Linked DNA regions of Macaca mulatta: region 2 is linked to region 1. A link is a contact called in public Hi-C data. All regions are on one chromosome and are shown on one strand. Each heading gives the region's core, a stretch centred on a gene start, on an enhancer-like site or on the middle of the called end of the contact. The rest is flanking DNA. Distances are from core to core; before and after follow the strand shown. Region 1 has its middle 110 kb from the start of CD44. Region 2 overlaps PDHX (pyruvate dehydrogenase complex component X).

Region 1 (4,580 bases), core at 971-3,470:
GCAAACGGCTTTCTGCAGATGGGAGCTGCCTCACCCTGGAGGTTATGCCTCCTTCCCATAGGTAGCCCACAGCCAATGACTGACTGATAATGAGTGCTCAAAGATAAGCCTCGTTTCCTCAAGGGGACAACTCAAAGTTATATTTTTCCTGAGACTGTCTTCCTGTACAGCTCTTTCCCTTCCCTGTCCTGCTCTCCTTGTGCCCTTACAGGCCCTCCTGAGAAATACTCCCTCAAGAAAATCTTGTGAATTTGAATTTTGTCACAGGGATCCCCACCTAAGACAATTAATAATTGCATTATTATTAATATTATTATTAATTGATTTACTATTAATAGTAAATAGCAGTCTTAAGGTTGTGGTGATGCCTTGAGCTGCTGAAAACTACAGAAGGCACCATTTTGAGATGATTCTAGCATAGCCACAGAGAAGCTCCCTCAACCTAAAAGCTCCCAGAAGTTCCTCCTGAGATCTGCTCTTGGAAGAGCAAGAACATTTGTGAAAGAACACAGGGCAAAGAATAAAGGGATGATGGGAAGGAGAGCTGCTGGGAATTGATCAGCTAAGGGCATTCTGGAGGGTCCTTCTGGGTGGGTACATTCCACAGAAATGGCCTTTCTCACGGAGTCCATCCAAGGCTGTGAGCTGGGGACTCCCCGAGGGACTCCACCAGTGAGTAAAAGAATTCTGGATGTCCTGTTTCCCATTGGAAGGGTCAGCTCAGGCTCCCATCTCAGTGAGAGGCCACTTGGGCCAGGCTGAAACTCACTTCATTTCCCTGAAGAAATGCAGTGCCTTCTCTCACTGCTAAGCCTCAAAAACTTGGCAAGTAACTGAAGACATTTGGAACATCAGATAATGCAAACTTGTAATGACCATGAAGCTCCTCTAGATGAAAGGTGGGGTTATCTCAGGCTAGGTCAAGAAAGCTCATGGTCTACTAACAAAGCTCAGATTGGGGGGAGGGCAGCTGAACTATGGGTTACATGCTGGTGTCCATGATATGGTTGAGAAAAAGGCCAAATTGGGAGAGAGGAGGCATGACTTCTTCCAGCTTGGTCACAAAGAGGTGGTGATTGGTAATGTTAAGGATGAAAACAGTGATGATGAGGAGGATGATGAGGATGATGGTGGTAACTATCACTGACTGAGCCCTTATTATGTGCCAAGTACTGCACTAACTACTTTATGAATATTCTCATATGAAAATCTCTATCTCATAGGCATGACTAGCCCCATTCCACAGATGAAGCAATTGAGGCTAAGTTAACAATCCAATCACCCACAGCTAGGAAAGGGATGGAACCAGGACTTAACCTTGGTTTGTAACTGAGTTACCTCTAGTTCATTTAAACTAAGATATCTGCTTCCTCATCTGCAAAAAAAAAGCACAGGCTGACAATCTGGCTTTACAATCTGGAATGATCTCTGCTCTCATCACCATGATGAAAGGAAAGTTTAGGATCAGGTGGAGAAGGAAGATGGTGTTCTGATGGAACTGTTCATTCAGAGGAAAGCAGTTGGGAAATTCTGCGGCTCCTCCCTTTGTGAGCAATGTGTTATTCAGGCCTGGAAAACATCTGAGAAGTGACAGAAGCTGTTCAAGAATTCCAGGGGAGTCAGGTCACTCAACAAAAGGAGTGAGGAACAGATGACTGCAATTCTAAATTTGTCTTTTTTTCCTTAACTGGAAGCCACTAGATTTTTCCAGACAATATTTGGAAGGCTAAATCTGATTACCCCAAATAACAGACATAAAAAGATGTTGAGATTTTACATATTCATTCAGTTGGTAAAAAGGAAAGGGAGAACCGTGAAATAATGTTTTATTTATCTGCTTCATGGAATTCTTCAGAGTTTAATGTCGCTGCTTTTAAATGTTTGAGAGTAAAAACAGGATTTGCATTGGATGGCTTTATTCTTTTTATATTCTTTTTGGATAAGCTGTGTAGACCCAGTCTACCCTCTGGAATTTGAGCCTGACTCTGTGGCTCAGTTTTTCTTAGGACAACATGGGAATTAAATATGGTCTTTCACTGCCTCGGTGGAAGAATGAATTAATTGAACTTTGAAAACTACCAGGGCGAAGAATTATTGAGCTAAAAACATTTGTGTTGTTGCCAGGGACTCCACAGTCTTCTCTCCTTGCTCAACCCATGTCAAACGTGTGGGCATCTCCACCCACACCTTCCTGTCTGGGCTGAAATGTGACAAGTGGGGAAAGCTTCTGATGAAAGCTTTCCTGGAGGTGCCGGAACCCTCTGTCACCTGTGGTTCTTTGCTATACAGAACACTGGCATCCTGTTTACGTCATTGTGCCTGGAAGGAGATGTCCACACTGGGGCCAGTGCCTTAGCTGGCAGGCCTCATAGTTCACCCTCTTTACAGGTATTGCCCTTTGTGGTTCTATAGTCCTCCATCACAGGGCAGGGGGTTGCATTGGACTGAATGTTTGTTTTTACCCCAAAATTTATAAGTTGAAATCCAAACCCTCAAGGTGATAGTATTAAGAGGTGGGGCCTTTCGGAAGTGATTAGGTCATGAGGATAGATTCCTCATGAATGGGATTAGAGCCCTTATAAAAATGACCTCAGATAGCTCCCCTGCCCTCTTTCTGCCATGTGAGGATATAAGGAGAAACTCAGAAGAGGGCCCTCCCCAGAAAACACCATGCTGCCACGCTGAGCTCACACTGCAAGCCTCCTCAACTGCAAGGCATCAATTTCTGTACCTGATAAAGCACTCAGCCTATAGGGTTCTCACAGCCAGAACTAAGTTGGGGATGTGGCTGAAGGGGCTCCTGGTGGTTCTTGCGATAGGTGGAGAGACCTTTTTGTGACTTCCTGTAACTTCCTCTGTTAACTGACAATTCACATCAAAGCAAATAGCCCACTGATGTCTGGTGGAGGCTGCTGGGCCTCACACATTATCGGTCAAAGAAGAGATCAAAGATGAAGTGGGCCCTGTTTTGCTCCCATTAGATTTGTGCTCAAAGGCCTCACCATTTGAGCCTGAGGAAAGAAGGCTTCAGCCTTGCAACTTACACTCCTCTCCTAAAAATGGTCTGGTTTTGCTTGTCTCAGTATCCATGTTGGGAAGATGGACCCATAATACAGCCAGTAATGTATGGATCACTAGGAGATTACTAGCAATGCATGGATCACTAGGGGACTAGTAGCGGTGCATGGATCACCAGGGTACTACTAGCAGTGCATGAATCACCAGGGGATTACTAGCAGTGCATGGATTATTAGGGGATTATTAGCAGTGCATGGATCAACAGGGGATTACTAGCAGTGCATGGATTACTAGCGGATTACTAGCAGTGCATGGATCAACAGGGAATTATTAGCAGTGTGTGGCTCACTTGGGGAATACTAGCAGTGCACGAATTACTAGGAGTGTCAAATGGTTCACAAGTGGACTCACTGATGGGGCTAAGGACAAATGGGCAGAAGATTTGAACAGGAACTTTTCAGTCACATACACATACTTTTTAAAAATTAGGACCACATGCACTAAAGCCTCCTGGGTCATACACACAGGAGACACAGATGACAATGTTCATAGCAGCCCTGCTCGACATAGAAAAACACCTGGAAAAGAGCACACACCCACTGTCCAAAAAAATGAATAAACAAAACATGACATATTCCACATGCTATCATATTATTACACAACCGTGTAATGAACAAACCACAGTTACTTGAAACAACATGGATGGACTGAGAAACAATGTTAAATAGAAAAAGAGCAGTTCAAAAAGACTACATGTGGTATTGCACTCTTTTTTAAAAAAAGCTCAAAAATAAGCAAAGCTGGTTTGGGTACACCTATGTTGGGGGTAGAACTATTTTTTTTAAAAAAATCAACAGGGGAATGATAAACACAAAATTGTAAGTAGCAGCTTCCTCCGGGGAGTAAAGCACAAGAACAAGGTAAGGGAGGAGCATGGGGTGAAGGAAGGCTCTATAGCTCTTGCACTGGGCTTTTGGGCTAGTATCTCATGTGGCATAAGACCCAGACACAGGTTACAGAGATTCTTTTGTAGGTATGAGATGTTATATTAAGACAGTAAGATTAGAAAATAAAAGTGAATCTGTAGCCATGATGACTTACCTAGGTAAGATCATTCAAATTTCACAGTCCAAAAGCTTAGAAGTAATCTACATGAAACCCCTAATTTTATGTACGCCAAGATGACTTCCAAACTGCAAAGACATTTGGCCACATTCGTATGACCCTTCAGTGACTGAGTAGAGACCGGAATTCCTGGGTCATAACTCTCAGTCCACAATTACACTTTCCCTACTTACCCCTGTAAATTCTTTTTTTTATTTTTCCTTTTCACGCAGTGGTAATTAAAAGCAACACTTAGCGGGCCCTCACAAAAGGATGGATTAAACACCTCTGATCCAGAAGAGCAGGGAAATCACATTCCCTAAGCAAGCAAAGTCAAGTCTCTCTCTGGCTGTGTTGCCTTTGGCAGGAGTGGCTGGTTTGGACCTAAGAGTATACATACTAAAGCATTAAGAAGTTTACCTTAACTCTGATTTGTGGCTATTTGCTATCTTAAAATA
Region 2 (4,580 bases), core at 1,119-3,618, 240 kb before region 1:
TTTTGTATTGTGCAGTAAAATGTGAGAAAATATGAACATTTCAATTGTATTTTACATGTTAAAACACAAAAGTTCAGTAAACTTTGAAGTTGATTAGTAGTTTTTCTAGAACACCTTAAAAAGGACTCTACAGGAGGAAAGAAGGAATTTCAAATTAGTATGACATTAGGAAAGTAACCAATAGGAAATGTAAAACTTTGGAAAGAGAATAGAAGACTTACGAAGCCAAACAGATGAGAACTACTCTTTTTATTCCACTAATACGAAATTTTCACTAATTATTATAAAGTTTGGAAGAGCTTATTCTCTCTTTTGGCAACTCTGCTATAACTGTCAAGATAACTGTATTTAAATTGGACGGTAATGAATGATAATTTAACTTGTCACAAAAAGATTTGTTAGTGTCGGCTGACATGAATCACCAGAAGGAAGTCTATAGTACAAGTTGTGTGGTATGACATGATGAATTATAAACCCTAACAGAAGAGCCTTCTAAAATAATTAGCACCCTGGTGTATTAATTGTTAAGAAAATGCTTAATCCAACTATCCAACTCAGTTTAACAAGCCATTTTTAAAAAGTCTTCAAAACTTTCGTCATATTAACAGTTACACTGAAAATTATAACCAAGTGCTATTTTCAAAATAATTTTTATGTTAAATTATTTCCAAGGTCAGTTTTAATCGAAATTATTATTATTTTTTTTTCTTGAGACAGAGTCTTGCTCTGTGGCCCAGGCTGTAGTGCAGTGGTATGATCACAGATCACTGCAACCTCGACCTCCTAGGCTCAAGTGATCCTCCTGCCTCAGCCTCCCGAGTAGCTGAGGACTGCAGGCATGTGTCACCATGCCTGGCTAATTTTTCTATTTTTTTTTAGAGACAGGGTCTTGCCATGTTGCCCAGGCTGGTCTCAAACTCCTGGGCTCAAGCAGTTGACCCACCTTGGCCTCCCAAAGTGCTGGGATTACACAGGCATAAGCTACTGTGCTGGGCCATTGTTTTTGTTGTTGTTGTTTGTTTGTTTTAATTTTTATATCTGAGGAACAGAACATGATGAGGCAACCTTAAATAAGCCTGGCTCAGAGTTCTGCTTTTCATGAACTGACATACATAAGCAGTAGTGCATCTGTTTCCCTGTAGGTGAAATGGGCATTAATATTTACTCAGCCTGCTTTAGAGAGTTGAACTGTACAAGGGAAATAGCTGTATAAATTTAAGATGTTTTAATTCTTCATGGACCTCACAGTCAGGCTTTTCATATAATCACCTGCCTCTCATGGTTTGACTTCTCAACTTTTGGTACAAATGCTTGTTCATTATGACCAAAAATATTTTCTCTGGTATTTCTATACTGATGAGGTGGTTTAGATAAGGAAGTTTTCATTTCTAAAAAGAATTTTGTTGTAGTTTGAGATCAAAGAATAACACTGAGAAAGGAGTTTGGTACACTTGGTTTGAACTGTGTGCTACACTATCAGGCCCCTTTCACATTATACTACTAATTTATTTATAATAGGTATCACACCGAGAGGATATAAAAATAATTTCTACCTCTTCATTTTTGTTTCTTGTTTGAACAGAGAAAATGACTAAAATATTGGGAATACTTCTAAGGAAAAGTCAACACATATTCCAGTCAACACTTAGATGTGAAAATATCAATGAATATTAGAATTTATAAGTCAGAATGGCTCTGCTCACTGATTGCAATTTTTAGTTACATTAACTATTTTGTGCTAAATTTAAGTCATTGGTATACAACTGGCCAGACCCCTTGGTTTGAAACATTACTAAGAACTTTATATATACTGTTAATGGGTGTTTTATATAGTGTTGAATGAAACTTTCATTTTTAGATTTTTAAAAAATATTTTGCACTTTGGGCTTAATTTTACACTAAATTGTATCGGCCAGCCTACGGGCATTATGCTAAATGTAAATCTAGTTCTTGGTTAAGCTTTTATTGAAAGATAGGTGGTGCTGTAAGTTAATATATTGTAGTGAAAGTGTGGGAGAAAAGTTAAATTGGCACTTAAATCTTAGTTTTCAAGGAAAACGTGTCCTTCACATACGGCATTATGATGGACTTTGTCTCAGGTGAAGTGAAGAAGTGAAAGAATCAAGTGTATGGCCGGTAAGAACTAACCATTAATTTAAATGGGATGCTATTAGTTGGAAACTTTTACTGATTTTTGAAGAAGGAAGTGACAGTGCAGATTTACTTTTATCAGTCTGGCCATAATGTGCAAGTCAGTAGGTCAAAACCGGGAGAGGATAGCAGTCATCAGAAAAGAACTGGAAGATTTTGCCATAATGAAAGCGTAAGTTGATTAGGATCTGTACTAGGTCAGTGTCTTTAAAGGAGAAAATGGGTAAAAATTGACATGTTACCATGCTATGGTGTCTTATGAATATACAGGGTAGATGTATTCAGTCAGATAATGCACTTAAACTATAGATAAGTGATGGAATTTCCCATCCAAAACACAGTCCTCCATGGCTCACGTTCACTAGTATGAAAAGGAGTAAGATTCCAGTAAGTTATGTACAGCAAATAGTATATTTCAGTAGACATTTAAACTTTTCGTGAATAGAAAAGCCAATAGTCTTTCTATAAAATCATTTTACTTAGTTTTATATTACAAAAATGTGTGTGTGTGTGTGTGTGTGTGTTTACATTGGTTTCAGGAGATGGGGGCAGACAGGGTTGGAGGGAGGATATAGTTTGTCTAGACTTGTAATATTGAAGCACCATTTAATTGAAACTATAAGGTATGCAGATGTATTTTGAAAAATTATTACCCTCTCTTAATGGCAGTCTTTTGTTTCTTTGATCATATGAATTTTATTTTCACATTCTATCCTTATCTTTGCTTTTTTTGCAAGAAGTCCAAGCAGCTTTCTTCCTGGGAAAATGAATGTTTTGTAAATCTCTCAGTTTAACCTCTGTTGTATGATATATACCATTAAGGAAAATGGGTTTTCATTAAAAGTTGAGAAACTTAGCAAAATCATTAATTAGTCATGATTTGTTTTTTTTTTTCCATACCTAAAATGTATATTTTAAAATTTCTTAGTTTATGAAATTCTGTCACTCCTATTACTAAAAGATGAGCCTTTTTTAAAGATGAGACTCTTGTGATCAAGTGGAATAACATTGATTATAGCACTTTATAAAGCATAAAGTATTATGGAAATGTAAAATGTTAAATTTAAATTTTTAATCTCATAAATTGCACTTAGTAGCTCATCAGTCTGATGGGGAATGGTATTTATCAGAAACTTATAAGATGGTACTTAATACCATAACTTAATAAGTTATTCTTCCCAGTAGAACTACTAGTTGTTGTACATAACTTTGTCTCCCAAGTTTGCATACTCTTAAAATCAAGACTATTTTAAGCCTAATTTCAGCTTTGTAAGTTACTGTGCTCTTGGCAAAACCTTATTTCTGTGCCTCAGTATTCTTACCTATAAAATGAGGAAGCAAAGGGGGAAATTAATCACTGTACTGGTTGCTTATCTTTTTAAATTTCCTCAGTTATATGTGGGAAGTGTATGCTACTTATCAATCATCATGGATGATGTAACGTTTACCTCCCACATAGAATTTCAGAGATTACACATAGAAATTCAGATATTATGTAAATTGACCAAAGCTCAAAAGTGCTACAACTGGGATTTGAACCCAGATCTGTGCAGCACCAAAGCTCAAGCTCACTACATTGCAATATATAGCCTTCTGAGTTGTGTTGCTACAGCTGGAAGTTCTGTATGCAAAGAGTGTTTTCCACCTATAATAACTGAAGGTCCTGAGGTCCTGTTCTTCTGTATTAAAGCTAATGTGTTTATGACCTAACCACTTTTAAAATCAATTCATATTTTCTCTGTAGTGGCTCTCTTTGTGCCTTTCTAGTAAGTGTGCAGAAAGTACTGAGGGATTTTGTTGTTGTTGTTTTCATTATGGACAGCTCTTAACCTGAAATAACTAATGTTAAGTGTCATCACTTGTACCTCTAAGTAGAAAAATAGAATCTTATGGGGCTTAGTGCCTCTAGGTATTAAAAAAATGACCTAGAAGCTGCTACTTTTAATAAATAGGTGATTCTTGTCCAAGTTAAGACCAGAAGTGGTTACCATAGTTTTCATTTCCGAGGCCTCAGGCTTCTATATTGATTACTGTATCAGCCATGGTCTAAACAGTTAGGGTTCAGTAGTTTATGGTGGAGTTCATTGGGTCACCAGGTTGGATCTGTTCATAGTTGTCAAGTGAACGGGAAGCAACCATCCAGGGCACATGTAAGCCTCAGCTGGCACGCTGAGAGGGTCAGGGTACCACTGCAGGTGGGAGGCCTGGCATATGTGGTATCTGTTGAGAAGACCACGCAAAGGTGTGGAGAAGGCCAAGCTGGGGCTGCTATTCTGGGCAAACGGCAGGGTCAAAGCACCAGTGGATGTCCACCATTTTAAGCTGAGAGTCACAAGTCTCCTTTTTAAAAACATTTATTTCTTAGAAAGTTTTGGAGTTCAGCACATTAAAAAGATTTTTATGAGTTGGGTAATAGCTCTCTCTTGATG

Evidence for each region. A called contact is a pair of places that touch in the nucleus more often than the background predicts.
Region 2: a Hi-C map of blood shows a contact between it and region 1, with 2.7 times the contacts expected there. The contact joins two enhancer-like sites. A contact is called at or near these places in 3 of 14 Hi-C or Micro-C datasets (blood, cortical neurons and sperm).

The regions. Positions count from the first base shown.
Region 1 is chr14:30,039,506-30,044,085 of T2T-MMU8v2.0, reverse strand. No RefSeq gene overlaps it. Among named protein-coding and RNA genes, the nearest start is that of CD44, 110 kb to the left of the region's middle. Within about 2 kb of position 2,220, at least 13 of the 40 cell types and tissues checked have an H3K27ac peak or open chromatin away from gene starts, as enhancers often do.
Region 2 is chr14:30,281,154-30,285,733 of T2T-MMU8v2.0, reverse strand. The region is part of intron 10 of PDHX (pyruvate dehydrogenase complex component X); the gene reads left to right. Among named protein-coding and RNA genes, the nearest start is that of PDHX, 71 kb to the left of the region's middle. Within about 2 kb of position 2,368, at least 6 of the 40 cell types and tissues checked have an H3K27ac peak or open chromatin away from gene starts, as enhancers often do.